2 separate regions of the Macaca mulatta genome follow, and region 2 is linked to region 1. Evidence: chromatin contacts called from public Hi-C data. All regions are on one chromosome and are shown on one strand. Each heading gives the region's core, a stretch centred on a gene start, on an enhancer-like site or on the middle of the called end of the contact. The rest is flanking DNA. Distances are from core to core; before and after follow the strand shown.

Region 1 (6,282 bases), core at 1,614-4,113:
AAGTGGAGGCGAGGCCAGCGAGCGGACACCCCAAAGTGCCCGGGCAGGCAGTGGGCCGCCGAGCGGGGATTGAGGTGGGAGGTGGGGTGGGGGTGGGGCAAGGGGCAGGATGGGGAGGAAAGTGTGCGGCAGGTGGCGGGTCCGCACCAAAGAGCTCCTCGCCCTGCTCCTCTTGTCTCGGTGCTGGGGCGGGAGCTGCGCAGGCCTCATCCCACGGGGAGGAGAAGGTAGGCGAATGCTGCCCTCCATCTGGAGGCAGGAGGGGAGCAGGCCCAGGCCCCCAGTGCCGACCCAGGCGTTGACGCCGCTGCAGCTTGTGTCACCTCGGCGGTGGACGCAGGGGACCTCCTGGGGACGGGTGCGATCTTGTGCTCCAGGGATCCTCCCGGCCCCCACCAATCCCTCCCCTTCTCTGTGTTCCCCCAGGTTGGCGAAGGAGCTGTAGCCGGGTCCACGTCTTATCCAGCCCGAGACACTGTGCTCCGTTGGGCGTCCCTGCGCTGGGAATCCCGCTCGGAGTTTTTCCAGGCCCGGCCGGGCTGGAAAGGCCCCGGTGGGGGAGGTGGACCCGGAGCGGCGGGTCTGCAATCCGGTTGGAAGGACTCGAAGTGAGTGATTCAGGGTGCGAATAACCTCCCCGCGAGCAGGAACGCCCGCACGAGACAACCAGCCCCAACCCGGCATTCCCGGAGCCGCGCGCGGGAGGGACACAGGGACTCCGGGACAGCAAATCCCCGGGGGAGAAGGGAAGGGGGAAGATGGGGCAGGGGCAGCCCCACCCTTCTTGGGCTCCGCTAGCGACCATCCAGCGCCCCTTCAGACGCAGCCTTTCTGGCTCCCGGCCCCGGCCTTCTGCTCCGGGCCTCGTCCCAATGCCCCGCAAGGTTCCCAGCAGAGGCATTCAGGCTCCTCCTCGCCCCGCCCAGACACAGCTGCTTTGGGTATCGGTGACAGCACTCCTGAGCGTCCCTGTCCCTATTTGCTGCCATTGCCAGCTCCGATTCCGCGCAGCCTCTCCGGCCTGGCCCCTGGAAGCCCGGCCCAGGGCGATGGTAGGGGCCTAACCTGCCGGCTCCGCCCACCGGGCCCTTGGGCTCCCTGAGACCAGCCCAGCCGACGTGAGTGCGCTACGGGGTCCAGGGAGAAGGGGCGCCGGGGGCAGCGTCCACCTTGGGGTTTGTTGGCTCAGGGCAGCTCGATGACCCCGCCTCCGGGGCCCAGTGTGCGTAGTAACTCAGTGTACACCCTTTCCTCGTCAAGAAACGCTTGAGAAAGTGGCGAAGGAGCCCTACGGGGGCCTCGGTTGGACTCTGCTTCTTCGGTCCCTCAGCCTCGGCCAGCGACGGTCTCCTGGCCCCTGGTCCGGGTCACCTTAGGGGGCAGGAGGAGGTGTGGTCAGTGTGGGAGTCTGGAGGGGCCATGCACTTCCGGAGAAGACCACCGACTCGTGGCTTTGGTGGAGGGGCGCAGGCAGATTTAGTTAGGCTCTCCCCCATCCCTGACACACTGGAGTCGGGGCGGGAGTGGGGCTTGTGACCACTCCGGAGAGCTCTGGGGGCCCCTGCTCTGGGACTCCGCACGGATAGTCACTGTCTCAGAGTGCATTCTCCAGGGGCCACTCTCGTGGGGGCACTGTAGGGGTCCCAGGGCAGGTGGGCAGCCTTTCTCCGGGGCGGCGTGAGAGCCGGAGAGCAGGGGGCGGGGCGGGGCGGGGCGGGCCGGGGCGGGGCGGGCCGGGGCGGGCCGGGGCGGGGCGGGCCGGGCCCGGCTAGGGGTCACGTCTGCGCTGAAGCAGCTGCGGAAGGAGAGAGAAACCGAGAGAACCGGTTCCCCCGCCTTGACAGCGGAGGTCCCCACACCAAGGCCCTCGGACTAAGCGGGGCAGGGACAGCCCCCAGGTAGAGCTGTTCACCGGGGCGCCTGCAGAGCCCGCATCCCAACCCCGACCCCGGGGCCGGGGCGCAGGCTCGCAGAGGGAGGCGGTGCAACGAGACCCTCTGCGGATTCTCTGCGGGCGGGAGGCGTCCAGGTGGGACAGGGCCCGGGGAACGGCAGGAAATGGGCTGCTTTTCCTACTTGACTGACGGGAAAACTAAGGCTCAGTCAACTACTAAGCAAGCGTGGTGTCGACCTTAGAGCAGGCAATCACCCCTCGTTTTAAAGCCAAGGTTTCCCTCGCAGTCGATTTGGATCAAGACTACCCACAATCTCCCCACCGCAGGACCGAAGCGAGGCTCAAATCTTAGAATCAGCCCCACGGAATGAAGGGGTTGTCCTAATTCCAGCACTGAGTGTAAGAATGGAAGCCTGAGATGTGATTTTATGCAAGTCCCCATTTTAGAAATGGGAAAACTGAGGCCCGAAGGCGAACGGCAAGTGCAGCATCGGGACTCGAACCCATGTCTGTCCCTGCGTGCGGGGCTATTCCGGGCTCGGTTGTCTTGACTTCCGCGGCCCTCCTCCTTGTTGCCTGCAGGAAAACGCCGCGGCCGCGATGGCGGCGGATGTGAAGGGAGACGTGTACGTGCTGGTGGAGTACGCCTTCGAGTACACCGGCAACAATGGGCGCCGCGTGGCCATCCCGCCCAATGAGCTCTACCGGCCGCTGCGGCGCAGCACCGAGCACCGGTGGCACCTGCGGCGCGAGCCCGGCGGCCGCCCCTTCTACCTGCCCGCGCAGTACGTGCGCGAGCTGCCTGCGCTGGACAACCCTGCCACGGCCGCGCCGCCAGGTCCCCAACCGGCCCCGCGGCCCCCGAGCCGTTCTCCTATGACAACCGGTTCGTGAGGGCGGCGGCGGCAGCGGGCCCCAATGGCCCCCCGGCGGAGCCCCGAGGCGGCGCCAGCTCCCTGTGCGGCCCTGCGCAGCGCGGCGCCGCGACCCAGCGCAGCAGCCTGGAGCCTGGCCTGCCCGCCTGCCTGTACCTGAGGCCCGCGCAGTCCCTGGACAACCTGGCGCGCGCCGCCGTCTCGCCTCCCGCCGGCCACCTCGGAAGCAGCGGCAGCTTCAAGGCCTGCAGCGTGGCGGTGTCCTGGGTGTGCCTGCTGCCCCTGGCGCGCAGCGACTCAGAGAACGTCTACGAGGCCATCTAGGAGGTGCGCGGCCCGCCGCGGGAGGAGAGCACCAAGCAGGTACGACCCCGGGCGCGGAGGCGGGGAGGCTCACTGGGGACCGCGCCCGCAGGGAGCCTGGGCGCGAGGAGACCCGCTCCGCTCAGCATCGGGCACTACGCCCACCTTTGTCCGAAGACTTCGGATGAGCTCCCTCTCCCCAGCCGCGAAACAGTGCAGGCTCCCAGTGCCTCATCTGCAGTTCCCAGGCTCCAGAGCTCCCTGGAAGCCCAAAAGGTTTTCCGTAATCCAATTGGTGGCAAAATTGCGCTTGAACTGATGTGAGGCTGTTGATGGTCTTTATTTATCGCGCTTGTGTGAATATTCATATTTTGCTGCAGAAATGCAAATGAGCGCGATAGCCGGCGGCTGCCCCAAGCCCTGATGGGAGGTAATGTAACCCACAGCAGGTGGGTGCCTCACGATATCTTTCCAAGTCCCAGCTGTTCTGTATTCCGAAGTGCATCTGGGCATGGAACGGGGGATTGCGGGCCTGCCGCCAGCTCAACCGCCTTGCCCGTCTCCCAGGAGCCTGGGGTCAGATGAGAGGGTGGATGTGAAAGTCTGGCGTCTGCTTCCCTTTGAGGGTGCTTCCAGAATTTCAGTTCCTTTTTATTTTTTATTTTTAAAAGAACTCCTGATGGGTTTCTTTCAGAAAGACGTCCGGTTAAGTAAGGTTTTTTTTCCCTCTTCAGAATGTAGTTGTGTTAATCTGGGAAATCGAAAATAGAGCACGTTTTATAAACACTCTTACATCCCCAGAACACTCTGGGCGACCCTGACATTTTGAACTTTAGGAACTTTTCAGGGAGGGGCAGCCCGAGGGGAAAAAAGTTTGCTCAGAACCGTTCTGCCATCTGCCACCGGCCGTGTGATGATCTAGAGGCAGTTCCCTTCCTCACTCAGGGTCTGGGTTTGTTCTTCAGCCCAAAGGGAGGGGGTGGACAGATGACCTCTGAACCTTGGGAGCCCCTAATTTCTTTCGCTGTGCCTGATGTCATTACCATGAACATTGATGCCTACCATGTGCCAGGACTGAGTCCGGGATGCCCAGACGAAGGAGACACGTAGTCCCGCTGCTGGGTCTTCCCTCCGCCCGTCTCGTTACAATGCAGAGCTGAGATTTTGAGGCTGGGGAAAGGAGAATTGGACTCTGCTGGGTCACCTGCCAGCTGCGGACAGCCACTTAACTTACACACGAGGACGCTCCCCCAGGCCCAGCGTCCTCTGGTGTAAGCACAATACCTAAGGATTAGGGTTGTGAGCCTTAAACGAGGTAAGACTTCGAGGCGCTTGGCAGTAACAGAGGGTCCACCCAGACTCTCTAGGTCGTCCTCGTTTGGCTTCCCTGGGTCTGCGCCGCCTTCTCTCCGGCTCCTGCAGCGGCAGCCCGCCGCCTTGCGGCCAGGATGGAGAACGGCACCCGGCGGGCGGGGCTGAGGACCGCGGCTGGTTCCTGTTTCGTGCCGCTGCCAGCCGGCCAGGCAGTTTCTCTGGGATGGGTGGCTGGATGCCAGCCCTCTTCTCCCCCAGCGTCCCTCAGTTTCCTTCGCAGGCTCCCGGTGGCGCACTTCTCGGCCTCTCCACATTCTCTGTGCTGGTGACGGTGGGAGGGTGCCTGCCCGTCTGAGTGGAGCCCCTGGAGGTGGGGAAATGGCCTTGCTCTTTGAACCTCGCATCTGGCCCAGGGTCTGGCTCAGACAGAGTGCACACAGTGTGTGTTGAAAAGGGCAGAGGTGTGGCAGTCCCTTACCTATGAGCCAGGGCTCTGTGGGTCTGCCCAAGGGCCACCACCCCAGGCCCCAGGACCAAAGAGGAGGGAGACTGCCCAGGTCCTGACATCTCCTGAGAAGACAGGTCACCCCGGCTGCCAGGGCCCCTGCCAGGTGGCCCCTCTGCCCATCCTTCTTCCAGCTCCTAGCAGGTTCCTAGTTGCAGTGGCATCTGGGGGAGGGGCACAGGTGATGGGGGCAGGGGACTTACCCAGGGGGGCATCTAGGACATTGGCCAGAGACAGGCTGCTCCTTGGCCCCACTCGTGGCCCTAATTCACTGTGTGACCTCCACAAGTCACTTTGCATCTCCGGTCCTGTTTCCTCCCCTGTGCGATGGGTGCAATAATACCACGTTCCCTGCACGGAGCTTTATTCAAGAGGCAGCTGTGGGTCTCCCTGGTGCTCCACCCCCAACAAAGTCCAGGGTAGGGAGTTAGTCCTGCCCCCCAAGGGAACCCCACCCCTGCCCTTAGTTGTCCCAGGCGGCATTTGCCACCATGATCCTCCAGGCCCATTCACTGGTTCATCAGGCGTGAACTAGCTGAATACCTGCCAAACCCTGGTGAACCTTTGGATCTGGAGAGGACTGAGGCACAGCCACGTTCCTGGGGGAGTCGCCCTCTTGGATAGGAGGCCAGCAAGAGAAGACATGGGGCTGGGGCTCAGGAGTGGAGCTTAGGGTTGGGAGTGGGTGCCCACCCGGGCAGGGCCTCATGGGCGCTTGCCAGGAATGTGCACGTTATCCTGCAGCTGCTGTGAGGCTTTTAGCAGAGACAGGAGTGGGATTGAGAAAAATATCCCTGTGGCCAGGGCTTCAAGCACGGCCGAAGCTCTTAGTGGTCTCGTGGTCATGTGATGGTAACAGAGGTTTGGGAGGTGGATGGGCAGGGCCTGGGGGCCGAGGGAGGTGGGAGGGAAATCCGGTTGAGTTCTAGATTCCCGGCTGGCACTCGTGGGCAGACAGTGGTGCTGCTTACTGAGGTTGGGGTGGGGGGCAACTTGGGGAGGAGTAGGGTGAAGAAAAGCTGGGGCCCACCTGGATTTAGGTGCCAGACAAAGGGAAGAGAAGCGTGAGAGTGCTGGCTCAGAGGACAAGAAGTGGCCAGAAGAAGGACGCACAGGAAGGTCACGTGAGAGAAAGGCCTTATACCACTTACCTGAAGTGGCCACTAGAAGCTCAGCTGGTCGGGGGGTGCTGAAGGCAGAGGGCAGTGGTCAGGAGTGAAGTGAGGGTGCGAATTGAGCGTGTGGACAACGGGCAGGAGGAGAGAGACACAGTGTAGCCAGAGCGGGTGTAGGTCATGGATGGAAACGTGGTCCCCAGGTTCAGGTGGGTGGGCAGGAGATGCGGAGGCTGAAGATGAGGAGGAGGTCGTTGCTGAGAAGGGATCTCAGAA
Region 2 (6,801 bases), core at 4,037-6,536, 280 kb before region 1:
GAGTGGGAGGGAGATGTTAGTAAAAGTAACGAAACCAAGTCAGTTCATGAAAAGCTCACAGCTGCTCGGAAGGGAAGGACCGACACGACTCAGGTTCCCCGAGGTGAGGGTGGCAGGTTTTTTTAGGAGACACTAAAGAGCGTGAACTTTTGAAGAGGCTGTCAAGCAATTTTTCCTCGAAGCAAGAAACATCCAGTATTGGGAATGCGAATATTTAACTTTGATGTTTCCAGCCTCCAGAAGAGAGAGCAAGAAGGGGCTGGGGTAAGCCCAGGTCAGATTAGGCCCTGGCCATGAGGGTGAAAAACTCAGCCTCCAACTTCACACCTTCTACACCAGGATTCCAGGGCCGACCTGGGACCAGGCTAAGACACCTTCACACAGGTGTTCTGGGGGTCTCTGCTCTCCCTCTCCCAATCCAGATGTGCTTTGTAATGAATCTCACACACTGCGGTGAGAGGCAGCCCATGGTCCCAGAACCCAGAGGTCTGACCCCCTGGGCAGACAGGCCAAGGCTCCCAGTTAGACCAAACTTGGCCACACTTCCTGAGCCTGTGGCTCTACCTGGGATGCCGGGATGCAGAACTCCCTCAGTCTTTCCAATTCTGAGCTGTTGCTGGATTAGAAATACTCCCATGAATATTTTCCCACCTTTCTAAGATGTACCTTAAAATTTTGGAATTCAAACTGAGATTTACATAACTAGGGAGCCTGGGGAAGACGGAGAATCAAACTAATGGCAGAGGCAGCAGGCTTCCTGTAGCAGATTTTCGGAATCGGGAGTTGTGTGTGTGTCACTGTGTGTAAGGCAGTCAGGCACCCATTGTACTGTGAAGGATGTCATGGACCGTCAGCCCTCCCCACTGCACCACACCCGCACCCCCATTTCTCTCAATGCATGGATCCCCTCCCTGTGGGAGGAGATGGGCAAATTTGCAAGAGAGTGCATGAACCTCTAAGTATAAGAAGTGAGACCTCAAGCTTTTCTCTTCAATGCTGCGGGTGCTTCTCTGGAAACCGGGGTGTTGCAACCTGAGTTCATTTGCAGGAAGGACATCCAGGGTCCAGAGGCTAAGTCCTCAGAGGAAGGGGCTGTTTGGCCTGCTGCCCGAAGTTCAGCACCACAGTCTCGTGGCCGCAAAAGGGCTGGTTCCAGCCCAGCGTGGTGCTTGGGCTTTGGGAAACACAGCGAAGCATGTGAGTATGAACTAAAAATGCTGGGCCCTTGGTGTCCAGGACTCATGTCCACTGCAGCCAGTGCAGATGAAAGAACCCACAGAGATGGGACCACAGCAGGACAGGAGCACCCGCCAGGCCTGTAGGGGGAGGAGCGTCGGGGAGGGGGAGTGTGGCTTTCAGCAACCTTGGGGGCCTCATCACACCTTCCCCCTCTTCTCCACTTGGCCATTGAAAACAGGACTGACCCTTTTAACCTGGAACCCTTGGCTCTTGTATAATTTGGAGGAGAGACGGGCCTGGAGAGGGACAGACTTATTGCTGCTTGGAACAAGTGGGGGCTAGAGCCGTGATGTCAGGAATGAGATGTGCCCACCCATGTTTGTACCCCAAGCTGCGCTCACTGTCCCAGACACGTGGAAGGAGCTCCCTTCCCCTGTGATCCTCACATCTCTAAGGAATAGGTTTTCCCATGTTGTTGCTTCTCTCTCTCTCTCTCTCTCTCTCTCTCTCCCCCCCCCACCCCCCCTCTTGCTCTCTCTCTCTCTCTCACACACACACACACACACACACACACACACACACACACACACACAGAGCTCTCAGGACACCTAAGAAGGCTTTAGTCAAAGACAGAGCACTCTGCACTGTAATTCGGGACAGCTTGCTTTTTTAACCCCTAGACACATTCCCATAGGAACAGGAGACTCACACTGCGTGTCTCACCAGGCTTTCTTCAGGGAACCCCCAAACTTCCCAAAGCAGCGGGGAAGTATTTCTAGCATGGCAAGTACAGTGAACCGATGCTGACCAGGCCCCAGCCAGTCACCAGGCTGTGGTCCTCTCGTCCTATCTCCACCTCAAGCGCAATGGGGTGGTTCTCGGAGGCCCAGGGGAAGGCTTTCCAACGCCCTGGCTGATGCTCACTTGTAAATCTCCTCTGCTTTCTCCTTGACCTTGGACTGGTCTCCGTACTTCAGATCCTCGCAGGCTTCCCAGAACCCCAGATTCTCTCCTGCGTGGTGAGAAGTCCACGTGGATGAGGGCCGGGCAGGAAATAAGTTGGGAGAAGAAAAGAGGAAATAAAAGAAATGAGTCGGCCGGGATGGATTCCATTTCCCAGCTCGGTGAACACCTTTCCTGCCGCAGAACAAGCTGTTGTATATTGCGATGCTAGACAAAACTACTCCTTGAGGAAAGGAGCCACATCTTCACTTCTACGGCCTGGAAGAACATTGGGAACTTAGTAATTGCTCAATGCGTGGTCTTCGAAAAAAACTAGATGGGCACCTACCATGCTTGCAGCAATGCATTCACACTGTGGCGGCTTCCTTTCCTCCAACAATATACAGGCCAGTGTTCATATCACCCCCTAGAGGTTGTCATACGCTTTTTCATTCTAGAATTTGGCTGTAGCAAATATTGCTTGAATGAGTTCGCACATGAATAGGCTTATATGCATGCGTTGCTACACTACGGTTTTCTTCATAAAGACCGCCGTCCTTTGCTCTTGTTGAATGACTGTGCGTGAGTTCTTCCTCCTTTGTTTGGCTGTGCTTAGAGAACCTGTCATTTCCGGTCCCTCACCGGGCATATTCCAGGCTGTGGTTCCTACGGAGAGGCTGCTCAAGCAGCAGTGCTGAGGGACTGACCCTCAGGGAAGGTCTGGCCAGGAGCAGGACTGAACTGAGCATCACCTGAGCCAGAGGGAATTGGCCCAGGAGGAAAAGCCAGGTTCCCCCAAATCCTTCATCTCCCTCCAACTCGAAGTTCTCTAACCTGCAGCGCCCAGAGGCACCATGCATATGTTCACACGGTGGCCCCAGGTGGCAATTTTTGCCTGGGAAAATAAAGATGATCACGAGAGAGCGTGTGTGTGTGTGTGTGTGTGTGTGTGTGTGTGTGTAAATCGTGGAGTGTGTCACAGTGTGGGGAAATGAACAACAAAATCCTCTCCTCTCCTTTCTCAGTACAGTTGACCTTGAACAACTAAGGGGTTAGGGCGCAGACCCCCATGCAGCAGAAAATCCAAAAACTTAACTACAGATAGCCTGCTGTTTACCAGAGGCCTTACTAATAACATAAACAGTCAATGGACACATAAGTACATATGTATCTACCTATCTATTATATGGATTCATGATACCTTTTCATAACTTTTGTCTATTTCTAGGTTGTGCAGTTCATCTGCAAGTTTTTTCAGATTGCTGTAAATCCCCCCAAGTTTTTAAATATATCTACTGAAAAAAAAATCCACCTACAAGTGGTCTCGTGCAGTTCAAACCAGTGTTGGTCAAGGCTCAACTGTATTGTTTTAAAGCTCCTGGGTGTTTCATATTAGAAAAGGCTGCACAATTCTAAACTAGTTGGCATTTGTCCCACAGCTCTGTGGAGGTCCTTCCTCTTCAGCATGAACTTTAGGGCGTTCTTTGGACCGAGATCACAGACCAGTGATGCTCTTCACTAAAATGTAATTGACCTGACAACAAATGCCATGTAAACTGTCTTGCCCACAGCAAAAGACAGTTGATTGCTTAGTAAAATTAAGCAAGCAATTATTCATGATAGCCAAAAAGTGGAAAGCACTCAAATGTCCATCAATAAAAGAATGGATGAACAAAATATGGTGCAGACTACAAGGGAATATCATTTGGCCTTAAAAAGGAAGGAGATTTCCGCCGGGTGCAGTGGCTCATGCCTGTAATCCCAGCACTTTGGGAGGCCAAGGTGGGTGGATCATGAGGTCAGGAGTTCAAGACCAGCCTGACCAACATGGTGAAACCCTGTCTCTACTAAAAATACAAAAATTAGCTGGGCATGGTGGCACACGCCTGTAATCCCAGCTACTCAGGAGGCTGAGGCAGGAGAATCACTTGAACCCAGGAGGTGGAGGTTGCAGTGAGCCGAGATCATACCACTGCACTCCAGCCTGGGCATCACAGCAAGACTCCATCTCAAGAAAAAAAAAAAAAAAAAAGGTTAAAATGGCAAAATTTATATTACATATATTTTCCCACCAAAAATATTAAATAAGCACACAAAAGTTCATAGCAGCATTATTCATAATGGCTAAAAAGCCAAAGCAACCCAAATGTCCATTAACTTACGAATGGATAAGCAAAATGTGGTACATACAAACAAGGAAATAGTACGGGGTCATTAAAAAGGAAGGAAGGAAATATCACGTAGTCTTTAAAAAGGAACCAAGCAGCCAGGCACAGTGGCTCACTCCTGTATTCCCAGCACTTTGGGAGGCCAAGGTGGGTGAATCACCTGAGGTCAGGAGTTTGAGACCAGCCTGACCAACATGGTGAAACCCCGTCTCTACCAAAAATACAAAAATTAGCCGGGCATGGTGGTGGGCACCTGTAATCCTAGCAACTCGGGAGGCTGAGGCATGAGAATCGCTTGAGCCCAGGAGGCACAGGTTGCAGTGAGATGAGATCACGCCATTGCATTCCAGCCTGGGTGACAGAGTGAGATTTTGTCAAAAAAAAAAAAAAAGAACGGAGGTACTGTTATATGCTGAAACACGGACAAGCCTTGAAAACATTATGCTAAGTGAAAGAAGACGAAAGGTCACATAGTGCATGATTTCATTTATATGAAATGTCTTGAAGAGGCGAATAGGGGTAGAAAGTAGATCTGTGGTTGCCTAGGGCTAGGGTGCAGGAGAGGGAGGAATAGAAGATGATTCTAATGGGTAAAGAGTTTCTTTTTAGTGTGGCAAAAATGTTCTGGAATTAGTGATGATGGTTGCACAATTTAGTGAATACACTAAAACCCCTGAATTGTACACTTTTAAAAAGTTAATTTCATGATATGCAAATAATATTTCAATTTAAAAATCTTTTTAAAACGTAAATGAGCAAATGGATGATTTATCTGCCCTGTTCATACCTAAAGCCTCGGGAATCTCATGAGGAGACTGCTAACAATACAGTTTAAATAACGCAGGGAAATCTTTTCGCTGGATTCTCATTAAGGAATGAGTGCGGGCGGGTGCGGGGGTGGAGATAATAAACTCAGGGTGTATGTTGTCACTTTGCCACTAGATGGCACTATAACCACTTATTCACCAGTCCATCCATCTTTTCTGGGTTTTGTTCTAGAGTGGCAATTAGATTTGATTAGGGAGGCGGATTATCAACAATCCATATTATCATGTAATGTTCTGCATCCGGCAGTCAGCCAGGCTAAAGGCATGTCCAGTAGGATTCGTTTCTGGAGCAGTGCCACAAACAAGTGGATCTCGGGTAGTAAGCCACTGAGTGCCAAGGCTCAAGCGTGATGCCCCCAGGGCTGGGGACTGAGCAAGGAAGTAAAAGAATCCCATAAGGGTAAATATTTCAATGAAGGTGGTGAATGCACAGCCTGGTTCTGATCTGGCCTCATGGTTTTCGCGGATGCTTCTCCGGGAAGTGCAGTATATTTAAAAAGCCAAAGGCCTGGTGCGGTGGCTCACGCCTGTAATCCCAACACTTTGGGAGGCCAAGGCAGATGGATCACTTCAGGTCAGGAGTTCGAGACCAGCCTGGCCAACATGGCGAAACCCCGTCTCTACTAAAAATACAAAAATTAGCCAGGTGTCGTGGCACGTGCCTGTAGTCCCAGCTACTTGGGAGGCTGAGGCAGAAGAATCACTTAAACCTCAGAGGCGTTGGTTGTAGTGAGCCAAGATTGTGCCACTGCACTTCAGCCTGAGCAACAGAGCGAGACTCCATATCAAAAAAAAAAAAAAGTCACAGTGCCCCTTATGAGGTGACATCCAGAGATGGGATATAAAATGTGGCCCTGCCCATTCCACTAAAATCCACACCCTCTTAAGGCCCTGAAGAAATCAGGCCAGGAGCTAAGGTGATGGCTGTCGATCACCACACATTGGAATCATCTGAGGAGTTTCCAAAATTTCAGGGATTCCAACCCCCACCAATTTAAAAGCAACTTTAGGGATGAGATCCAGGAAAACATGTTTTAAAATATCCCCAGGCAGACTGAATGTGTAGAACCACTGAGATAAAGAAAATCAGGAAGCCAGGCGCAGTGGCTGACGCCTGTAATCCTAACACTTTGGGAGGTTGGGGAGGGCGGATCACCGGAGGTCAGGAGTTTGAGACCAGCCTGGCCAACATGGTGAAACCTCATCGCTACTAAAAATACAACACAATAGCCAGGTGTGGTGGCGGGTGCCTGTAATCCCAGCTACTTGGGAGGCTGAGGCAGGAGAATCACTTGAACCTGGGAGGCGGAGGTTGCAGTGAGCTGAGCTCATCCCACTGCACTCCAGCCTGGGCGACACATCAAGACTCTGTCTCCAAAACAAAAAAAAAGAAAAAGAAAAAAGAAAATCAGGCTGGGGGACAAAAAGAGAAAGAAAGGAAAAGCCTGCCTATCTCCCTTCCCTTCCTCCAGGTTCATTATACTTAGGCTGGAAGGAGCAGGGGCTCCTCGGGTGACAGTGGGGGCATCCAGGATGGATGGAGCCCTCAGAAATGTGAGGGATCCAAATGTGGATTCTGTGAGCAGGTGCAATTTTCCCCCAGACAGTGCGGCCTCTTTGAGTCTATGGAAAGAACGAGTCTTGGGCTCAGGTCCCATTCTTAAAGCTGTGAAAGGAAGCGACTG

The links. Hi-C and Micro-C count contacts between places; a contact is called where the count stands out from the background.
Region 2: a Hi-C map of fetal cortex germinal zone shows a contact between it and region 1, with 2.8 times the contacts expected there. The contact joins the enhancer-like site here to the promoter of LOC718406 in region 1. A contact is called at or near these places in 3 of 14 Hi-C or Micro-C datasets (fetal cortex germinal zone, fetal cortical plate and liver).

Annotation. Positions count from the first base shown.
Region 1 is chr16:74,674,831-74,681,112 of T2T-MMU8v2.0, reverse strand. It overlaps LOC718406 (importin subunit alpha-1-like), which reads left to right and starts at 2,863. Exons shown (of 14, transcript XM_015120121.3): 1 at 2,863-3,132; 2 at 4,145-4,387. LOC144335885 reads right to left here and starts at 3,430. Exons shown (of 2, transcript XM_077972526.1): 1 at 2,926-3,430; 2 at 1-1,371. The coding sequence starts at 684. It also overlaps the pseudogene LOC114673171.
Region 2 is chr16:74,954,981-74,961,781 of T2T-MMU8v2.0, reverse strand. It overlaps RGS9 (regulator of G protein signaling 9), which reads right to left. Exons shown (of 21, transcript XM_028836673.2): 16 at 2,104-2,191. Among named protein-coding and RNA genes, the nearest start is that of RGS9, 72 kb to the right of the region's middle. Within about 2 kb of position 5,286, at least 2 of the 40 cell types and tissues checked have an H3K27ac peak or open chromatin away from gene starts, as enhancers often do. A contact at or near this core is called in fetal cortex germinal zone, where this site is marked.